Linked DNA regions of Bos taurus: region 2 is linked to region 1. A link is a contact called in public Hi-C data. All regions are on one chromosome and are shown on one strand. The core of a region is the stretch at or near the end of the contact, and the rest is flanking DNA. Distances in the headings are between cores, read along the strand shown.

Region 1 (4,853 bases), core at 2,113-4,612:
AGGCTCCTCTGTCCATGGGATTGTTCAGGCAAGAAAGCTGGAGTGGGTAGCCATTTCTTCCTCCAGGGGATCTTCCCGACCCAGGGATCTAACCTGCATCTCTTGTGTGTCCTGCACTGGCAGGCGGATTCTTCACCGCTAGGGTCAACTGGGAAGCCCCGTGCCTTAATGGGTGTAGGGCTGAGGGACTATAAAGACTACAAATGGAGAACGAGAATGAAGGAAGGGCAGAAAAAGAGGCCCCACAGCATCCTGGGCCCCAGATCTGACAAATGGGGAAGAGGGGGATCTGACAGGGAGAAGCCCTTGGTAGCGAGAGCTCCCTACCCTGCCACCCTGGGGCTCACACACTCCAGACTGACAGTCCGTCTGTGAACCCTGAGCTTGCACAGCCCAGCCCCTGCTATCTGTTCCTGCCCCCAGAACGACAGTGGGCAACCATGCCCCTCAGCTCAGTGGACTTCTCCCCTTCGAACCTGTCTTAGATCCTGAGGGATGTAGGCAGAAAAACAAGAGCAGAAATGGAAGGGTGGGAGAAGTGGAGAGAAGGCAAAAAAAAAAAGAAAAAAAACCCAAATAGGCAAATATATGACTTCCTTATAGAGCCTTTTCCTCCCCAGTGTTAAAAGGCAGGGTTCCCTGTGAGTCACAGTTAAGCTTATTTCAAGTCAAAGACTGAAACTGACCATAAATAACAAAACGTCTGTTCTGAGACACAGGATGTGAAGCGCACACTTATAAATCAGTGCACAGCGACCTCATCTAATGACAACTACGGAAAGAGCTGAAAAACAATTAGCGCCATTTCTGCTTCCATTAATAACAGTTCAAATATCCTTATTTGATTCACCTTGTCACTGAACTATCTCCATTTGCCATCTGTTGCACTGAATGTCTACATATGTGCCAGCCATAACTACACACTTTCTATGGATCAGCAATTTTATGTAAATGATCTCAAAACAGCACAAACAGGTGTTATTAGCTCCAAGGTGGTGCTGGCAGTGAGCGGCCAAGCTGGGGGCAGGGGAACGGACCCAGACCATCAGGGCCTATCCAGAGCGTCCTTTCCACCACGGCAGGATGCTGCGCCAGAAACACTACAAGGCCTTCACATCTAAACTGTAATTGGAAGGGGAAAAAACTGTATTGGTTGGAATTTTTTCTCTCTTTCAAAATCTTCACAAAGAGTCTCAAGCTGAGCAAGTTTCTACCAACAATGTCAAAAAGGAATACCCTCTGTCAAAGAAGCCTGTCCAAAGACAAAATTCCAGGATTCTCTTGGGTAAAGATCGATCATCGTTACTCCCACAACACAAAAGGCATCTTCGGGTTTCTTCTTTTTTAAGAACGTCAGGATCTGCCCTATTAAAAAAAAAATTATGTTTAAGATATATTTGTGTGTGTGTGTGTGTACATATACCTACATACTTTACTCAATTCAAGCTGTAAGGCTGCCCCGTTCACCTGCATGAATCTGAAGGTTCAGTGTGCTATCGTTGATTCTAAAGGAACATCTGGTTGCAGAGACAGGAATCGGCTCTAGGAGTTTGACTGTCAACCCGTAGAAGAAGGCTTCACAGTAGCCCTTGAGCCATTTCAAATATTCTTCACTGATACTTCTGGTGTTTCCCAGCAATCCTATGACAGATACAGAAGAAAATTTAAAGAGAGATTTTGAGATGATCAGAACAGTCTTTACCTCAGTCTACAGTTAGAAATGTGGAATTAGGAACAAACAAACTCTAGATTTTCAATACACAGTTACCGTTCACTAAGGTGAACACAGATTAGAAAGAAAACCTGACTCCCTGGTGGCTCAATGGTAAGGAACCTGCCTGCCAACGCAGGAGACACAGGCTGGATCCCTGGTCTGGGAAGATCCCCCAGGCCTGGGAGCAACTAAGCCCAGGTGCCACAACCACTGAGCCTGTGCTCGATAGCTCAGGAGCAGAGACTACTGAGCCCATGTGTTGCAACTACCAAGGCTCGCACGCCCTAGGCCTGCGTTCTCCAACAGGGCACCACAATGAGAAACCCATGCACTGCAACTACAAAGCAGGCCCTGCTTGCCCCAGCTAGAGAAGTCAAATGTGCAGCTACGAAGAACCAGCACAGTCAATAAATAAAATTTTTTGAACAAAACAAAACCTTCTCTTTCAAGGCAGTTTGGTTACCAAACTTCCACTGTGGGAACGAATGTCAAAAATGATTATAAAAACTGCCCACTTGAATGAGACGGACAAGGCAAACTGTCCACGGCAACAGCACCATCACAAAACCAAACCAAACCCAGCATACTGGCAAGACGCACCAATGCACTGTATGTAAATAGTCTGCTTCCCCGGAGAAGGGCTCTTTCTGTGAAGATTACTGAAAAACTGTTCAAAGTCTTGCGGAGCCTCAGGATGGGAGATTATCCAGTCCGATGGAGAATGCAAAGTAATGGGTCCAAAGAGATCGCTGCGGGGCCGGAAGGCCTCGTTCAGCAGGCGCTGCTCCCCGGGGTCCAACTGCTCATACTGCTTCACAAGCTCTGGGTTCTTTGAGATGAGGGCCGTCTTCAGGGTGTGTTCAGAGTGCCCTACCGTTTGCATCTGCCAGAAGGACACACGTGGTCACACAGACCATGCATATCCAAACTGGGGTCTTTACAGACATCACTTATTTCTCCTAGAATGAAATGACTGATTGCTAACGCCTGGGCGTCATCACCAGAGGACTGCCCGCTTCCACCGTTTCTAATCAGTTTCTTAGGGGGACTTCCCTGGTGGTCCAGTGGTTAAGAATCTGACCTGCAACGCAGGAGATGCAGGTTCCATACAGAGTCAAGCCTAAGATCCCACATGCCTCGCGGCAACTAAGCCTGTGAGCCACAACTAGAGAGTCTATGAGGCCCAGTGAAAGACCTCACAGGTCGCAAGGAAGATATTGTGGGATGCACCTAGAACCCAACGGCAGCCAAATTAAAAAAAAAAAAAAAAGTCAATTTCTTGGGGAGAGTATCTGAAAGAGTGTAAAGACAATCATGAGATTCATTCCTCCACCTCTTAGGGAACCTGCTCCCACTATAAACGTTCGTGGTCACCCTAAGACACGACCCAGTTCCCTATTTCCTCGCCCTTTGGGTAATAATGATATTAGGAGCTGACACATGAGAGCCACATGAAACACATCCTCTCCCACGTGACTCAAAGACGTTCCCGACCAAAGGGAAGTGCAACTCATGTTAAGTCCTGCGTTTCTGTAACTTGGCTGCAGGCTGATAACGGATCTCGGCCACTGAGGTGGTGTCACCCTGGGGAAGCCGTCAGGGGACCGACCAGGAGCCAGACTCACGCTGACAGATCTCTTCCGCTCACACGGCGTCCCCGCCTAGATAGGTCATCCCTCCGCGTGACCGGCTCACAGCTGCTCCCCGAGGGGTCTGGGTGAGGGAAGGAGAGAAACGGGACGTCAGTGTGCGGAGCCCGCCGCGCTGCCTAACCGGGTTTTCTGCAGTTTAACGATGGGGGTGCGGGGGGAGATTTTTAGCGAATGGGTGTCCCCGTTGAGGGCTGAACTCCGGGGTCCAGGGCCACCTCCAGAACGAAGCTCTCTCTTGGCTGGGCTCGCCTGGGAGCTGAGACGGGTCCTCACCGCTGCTGTGGGGCCCAGTCCCGTCCGGTCGGCCCACCTTCACCCGCGGGGCGGCTCCCGCCGCGGCCCCGCCTTAGCGGGCCGGCCCGTCTGCGCCTGCGCGGGAGCCACTACCCTGAGGGGAAAACGGCGGCATCAGGGGTCAGAGGCCGCCTCCGGATGCCCGGCCGGGCCCGGCTCCCCCGAGACGCCCCCGCGTCCGCCGCGGCGGCGGCTCCTCTCACACCCTCCCCCGCCCCTCGAACGCGACTGTCCCCCGCCTCCACCAGCAGGCGGCCCGGCCCCCCGTACCCTCCCGTCATCCTCACCACGCAAGGCGTCAACGCCTCCCGACCCCGGCGGCGGCCCAAAGCGCGTGCGCTTCGCGCCCTGCGCCGTGCCCCGCCCCTTCGCGCACTGCCACGCCCCCGCGCTCCCCGCTCCGCCACGCCACGCCGTAGCACGCACGCTCCGTCGCCCCGCCCCTTTGCGCGCCCCGCCACGCCCACACGCTCCCCGCCACGCCCACACGCTCCCCGCACGCAATGCCGTAGCACGCACGCTCCGTCGCCCCGCCCCTCCGCGCCCGCCACGCCCAGCGCGAGGCCGTCCCGCAGGCAAGGAGCCCGAGTACTAGTGGCCGCTGCTGCCCCTACGCCGTCGAGCGAAGCGCGGTCGCGAGGGGGCGACCAGGCGCCGAGATCCGCCCCACGCTCCCCTTTCCGCGCTGCCGTCCGGGGGCGCCGCTGTCCGGCCACGCCTGCGCCGCGGGGTCAGCTGTTTGTGCGCGTGCCGGGTTGGCTGTGGGTGCGAGCGGCGCCCCAGGCGAGACGAGTCCCCGGCGCGGGAGCGAGTCCGCGGGTGGACGCGCGGCCTGGGCGTGGAGGCGGCGTCCAGGGCACGCGACCCGGGCGGGGCTTCTCTTCCCCGGGACGCGCCCCTTGGTGGGACTTGAGCCCCGCAGCCTCAGAGTGCAGGACGGAAGGGGCAGCTCCGATCCCGAGGGCTTGGGCAGGCTGAAAAGGCGCGGGGTCAAAGTGCAGGCTCCCCGGCCCAGCCCAGTGCTGCCCATTCGCACGGCCCTTCCCCTTCGACGTGGGGGTCTCCTGTCGGCCTCCTCCTCCCTCCTCTCTGACCGGCTCCCTTCACTCTCCCTCCAGTTCGTGCGCTCGCAGCCCCTCTGTCCTGGCAGCTACCTGAAGCCCGGGGAACACCTAACCCTTTATAACCGTTTC
Region 2 (4,679 bases), core at 1,075-3,574, 92 kb after region 1:
TCACATACAGGAGGCCAGGATGACACAGTAGGACAGGGTCACACACAGGGCAGGGTCAGAGTAGGGTAGGGTCTCACAGTAGCGCAGGGTCTCACAGTAGGACAGGGTCACACAGTAGGTCAGGGTCACACAGTAGGTCAGGGTCACACACAGGACAGGGTCAGAGGAGGGCAGGGTCTCACAGGAGGACAGGGTCACATACAGGAGGCCAGGATGACACAGTAGGACAGGGTCACACACAGGGCAGGGTCAGAGTAGGGCAGGGTCTCACAGTAGGACAGGGTCACACACAGGACAGGGTCACATACAGGACAGTGTCACACAGTAGGTCAGGGTCACACACAGGACAGGGTCACATACGGGACAGTGTCACACAGTAGGTCAGGGTCACACACAGGACAGGGTCAGAGGAGGGCAGGGCCTCACACTAGGACAGGGTCAGAGGAGGGCAGGGTCTCACAGTAGGTCAGGGTCACACACAAGGCAGGGTCACATACAGGACAAGGTCAGAGTCGGGCAGGGTCTCACAGGCGGACAGGGTCACATACAGGAGGCCAGGATGACACAGGAGGACAGGGTCCCACACAGGACAGGGTCTCACAGTAGGACAGGGTCACACAGTACGTCAGGGTCACACACAGGGCAGGGTCAGAGTAGGACAGGGTCTCACAGTAGGTCAGGGTCACACACAGGACAGGGTCAGAGGAGGGCAGGGTCACACAGGAGGTCAGGATCACATACAGGGCAGGGTCCCACACAGGACAGGGTCAGAGTAGGACAGGGTCTCACAGTAGATCAGGGTCACACAGTAGGTCAGGGTCACATACAGGACAGGGTCAGAGTAGGGCAGGGTCTCACAGGAGGACAGGGTCTCACAGTAGGACAGGGTCACACACAGGACAGTGTCACACAGTAGGTCAGGGTCACACACAGGGCAGGGTCACATACAGGACAAGGTCAGAGTCGGGCAGGGTCTCACAGGAGGACAGGGTCACACAGTAGGTCAGGGTCACACACAGGACAGGGTCAGAGGAGGGCAGGGTCACATACAGGAGGCCAGGATGACACAGTAGGACAGGGTCACACACAGGGCAGGATCAGAGTAGGGCAGGGTCTCACAGGAGGACAGGGTCTCACAGTAGTTCAGGGTCACACACACAGGACAGGGTCACATACAGGACAGGGTCAAAGTAGGGCAGGGTCTCACAGGAGGACAGGGTCTCACAGGAGGACAGGGTCTCACAGTAGGTAAGGGTCACACACAGGACAGGGTCAGAGGAGGGCAGGGTCTCACAGGCGGACAGGGTCACATACAGGAGGCCAGGATGACACAGGAGGACAGCGTCTCACAGTAGGACAGGGTCACACAGTACGTTAGGGTCACACACAGGGCAGGGTCAGAGGAGGGCAGGGTCACACAGGAGGTCAGGGTCACACACAGGGCAGGGTCACACAGGAGGTCAGGGTCACACACAGGGCAGGGTCAGAGGAGAGCAGGGTCACACAGGAGGTCAGGGTCACATACAGGGCAGGGTCCCACACAGGACAGGGTCAGAGTAGGACAGGGTCTCACAGTAGATCAGGGTCACACAATAGGTCAGGGTCACATACAGGACAGGGTCAGAGTAGGGCAGGGTCTCACAGGAGGACAGGGTCACATACAGGGCAGGGTCTCCAGTAGGTCAGGGTCCCACACAGTAGGACAGGGTCCCACACAGGACAGGGTCAGAGTAGGGCAGGGTCTCACAGGAGGACAGGACGATAAGACTGCAGGAGGAGGCCTCACACAGGAGGCCAGGATGGCTACGCCCACGCTCCTCACAGCTGAGGGCACTCAGCCCGGGCGGTCAGCGGTGCCGGCGGCCAGCCGCTACCCGGAGGAGGAAGAAGCTGGGTTCCGAACGGGTCTCCCCGCCAGGCCCACTTCCGGGCGGGGGCTCGGTTCTGAGCGCCAGCCCGCGCCGAGCGGGGGGCCCTTCCGGGGCGCCGGCAGGGCCTTCCCCCGACACCTGCACGCGTGTGTCTGTTACTTGATGCGTTTTACACGCGCGGCCGGTCCGACACAGCACGACGAGCCCTAGCTCGCGTCCTTTTAGGTCGGGTTTTCACCCTTCTTGTCCACAAACCAGTCGCCTCGAGGGGCTGAAACGAGGAGACAAGTCCACAGCGCTGGGGGTCGACGGGCCGACCCCGAGCCAGGCCCTCGGGAAGGGCCGCGGGAGCTGGGGGGCAGACCCACCCTCACTGGCGCGCGCCCCCCAGGCTCGGGCAGGCGCAGGGAGGGGCCGGGCCGGAAGTGGCTGCCGCCGGAAGTGGCCGCCGCCGGAAGCCCGCCGGCGGGGCCTGCCCTTCCTCTCTAGGGGTGGGGCGGTACCCCCGTCTCTGTGGTCCGGGCGCGGCGGGCGGCGGAAGCGGACGCGGCGCGGGGCTCTGCGTGGGGCCCTTCCCTGCCCTTTGGCACCTGTGCGCGCCTGGCGGCGCAGCTGGCAAGAGTCGGGAATTGCCCTCATCACGACGTTAAATGTGGAGCTGCGGGAACGCGCCAGGGCCCCGTTTCTCACAGCGCGGCCATAGGGGCTCTATCGAAGTGAAGTCTGGCGCCCATTCGCTCACACTTGACTTGTTTTTTTTTTAAAGCGGTCTCACCCTTGAAGTAAGTTTTGGGCCTGAAGCCCGGCCTGGCCGCTGGACCCGCGGCTCCTGTGTCCCTCCGGGTTCGGCCCTCCGGCGCCCTGGGTCTGCGGGGCCCACAGACAGACCTTCCTTCTCTTCCCCTCGGGCCCACTGGTTCGCCTGGGTTCAGAGGCTCCTGTTAGCACCCTCTTACTTGGATTTTCTGGTCCAAGAAGAGAACAGAAACTATACAAATACAGAAGCTAGGAAAAGTAGAATCGTCTAGGTTTAAAAAACTTCACAGCATCCAACACAAACATCCAACATCTGTGGAGGATTCATCCTGGGCAGACAATCAGAGAAGTGGAGGGGAGAGGAAAACCTGCGTTTCTGAAGTGATCCTCCCACGAACGTCTGTTGGGTTTGCTCGCCCAACACCCAGTTTTGTTTGTTGCAGTTTTAAAGTGATGATTTTTCTGTGGAAACCAGCTAGCTCTCAGTCGTCTGAGGTGGGCGCAGGACCCAGGCGTGCCGGGTGGGAGCGCCCCAGCACGTCAAGGGGGCGAGGTTTGAGGTCAGAGGCTGGGCTGCCCAGGTCCCAGTCCTGGGTGCTACCTCATAGGGGTACTAAGAACCTCAGCTTATTATTTGTCCTCTACTCGTTTTTTAAGAAAAACCTTGTTTTAAATTGTAGTACAGTTGGTGTGCAATGTTGTGTTCATCTCAGGTGTACATCAATGTGAATCAGCTAAACACATGCACATACCCACTCTTCCTCGGAGTCCTTCCCCAGGTAGGCCGTTGCAGTGTTAGAGTTCCCTGTACTATACGGTAGGCCTGTGGTCATCTATTGTGTTGCTTTTATTTTGAATTGGAGTATAGCCACTTAACAGTGTTGTGATAGTTTCAGGCAGCAAAGGGACTCAGCCGTACACGTACATGCGTCCATTCTTCCCCAAACTCCCCTCCTGACCAGGTGGCCACAGAACACTGAGCAGAGTCCCCTGTGCGGTACAGCAGGTCCTTGCTGGTTATCCGTTTTATATGTAGTGGTGTGTGCATGTTACTCCCAACCTCCTAGTTTACCCCCCATTTTCCACTCTGTTTACCCATTTGTTCACTGGGGGTATTTTGTTTTATTGGAGTATGATTGCTTTACCACACTGGGGGCATTCATAACAGGCATCTACTCCGAGACTGTACCACACACTTAGGGGATAGGGCAGGTGTACTAAGGCCTGTTAGTACAGGCCATGATGAGTTCATCTCAGCGTGCTCTCTTCAGCTTTCTGTTTTTTCCTTTTCGTTTTTGCCTCCCACGATCCCACATCATCCACTGCATTGCCCCAGAAGTTTATTTTTCGTCTTTTTTTACCTACGGGAGACACCCTCAAGACAGAACCATGTCTTCCGTGCATGCTCAGTCGTACCCATCTCTTCCCGACCCCATGGCTGGTAGCCCACCAGGCTCCTCTGTCCGTTGGATTTTTTTTCCCAGGCAAGAATCCTGGAGTGGGTTGCCATTTCCTTCTCCAGGGGATCTTCCTGACCTAGGGATCGAACCCTCGTCTCCTACTTGGCAGGCAGGTTCTTTACCACTGAGCCCCCTGGGAAGCCAGGACCGTGTCTTACTCACCATTATACCATGCGCTTGACACGGTTCCCACCCCAGAAATGGTGCTCGGTCAAGTCTGTCGAACAAAACTGAATACTCCCTGACACAGAGCGGAGAGCACTGGACCAACGAGTGAAAGTGTAGTGAATCCTAGAGGAGGGACAGCGGGGAGATGGTGACAACCTCATGAAACTGGGGCCACTTTCTTACCGAAAACGCCACGATCCCTGGAGACTGCAGACTCCATTTCTTCGTGCTCTGGACTTGCTCTCGTATGGAGGGCAGGTGCTGGTGATCAGCAATCTACTGGTACCCAAGCCTGGCTTTCTGAACGACTGCTGCTTTTTTTCTGCCTTAGAACCCATTTCTTCTCTTGGGGACTGGCAGGGAAAATGACCACTGCCTTCAAAGAAATCAAATCTACCCTCAAGATATCAGATATTGCCCTGTG

The links. A called contact is a pair of places that touch in the nucleus more often than the background predicts.
Region 2: a contact with region 1 is called in a Hi-C map of skeletal muscle, with 6 times the contacts expected there. The contact joins the enhancer-like site here to the promoter of AMZ2 in region 1. A contact is called at or near these places in 4 of 11 Hi-C or Micro-C datasets (liver, skeletal muscle and an unstated tissue).

What each region holds. Positions count from the first base shown.
Region 1 is chr19:61,893,552-61,898,404 of ARS-UCD2.0, forward strand. It overlaps AMZ2 (archaelysin family metallopeptidase 2), which reads right to left and starts at 3,363. Exons shown (of 7, transcript NM_001034481.1): 1 at 3,340-3,363; 2 at 2,315-2,597; 3 at 1,468-1,641; 4 at 1,237-1,365. The coding sequence starts at 2,597.
Region 2 is chr19:61,986,182-61,990,860 of ARS-UCD2.0, forward strand. It overlaps a transcript of RGS9 not described here. Among named protein-coding and RNA genes, the nearest start is that of RGS9, 5.7 kb to the right of the region's middle. Within about 2 kb of position 2,325, at least 93 of the 102 cell types and tissues checked have an H3K27ac peak or open chromatin away from gene starts, as enhancers often do. A contact at or near this core is called in liver and skeletal muscle, where this site is marked.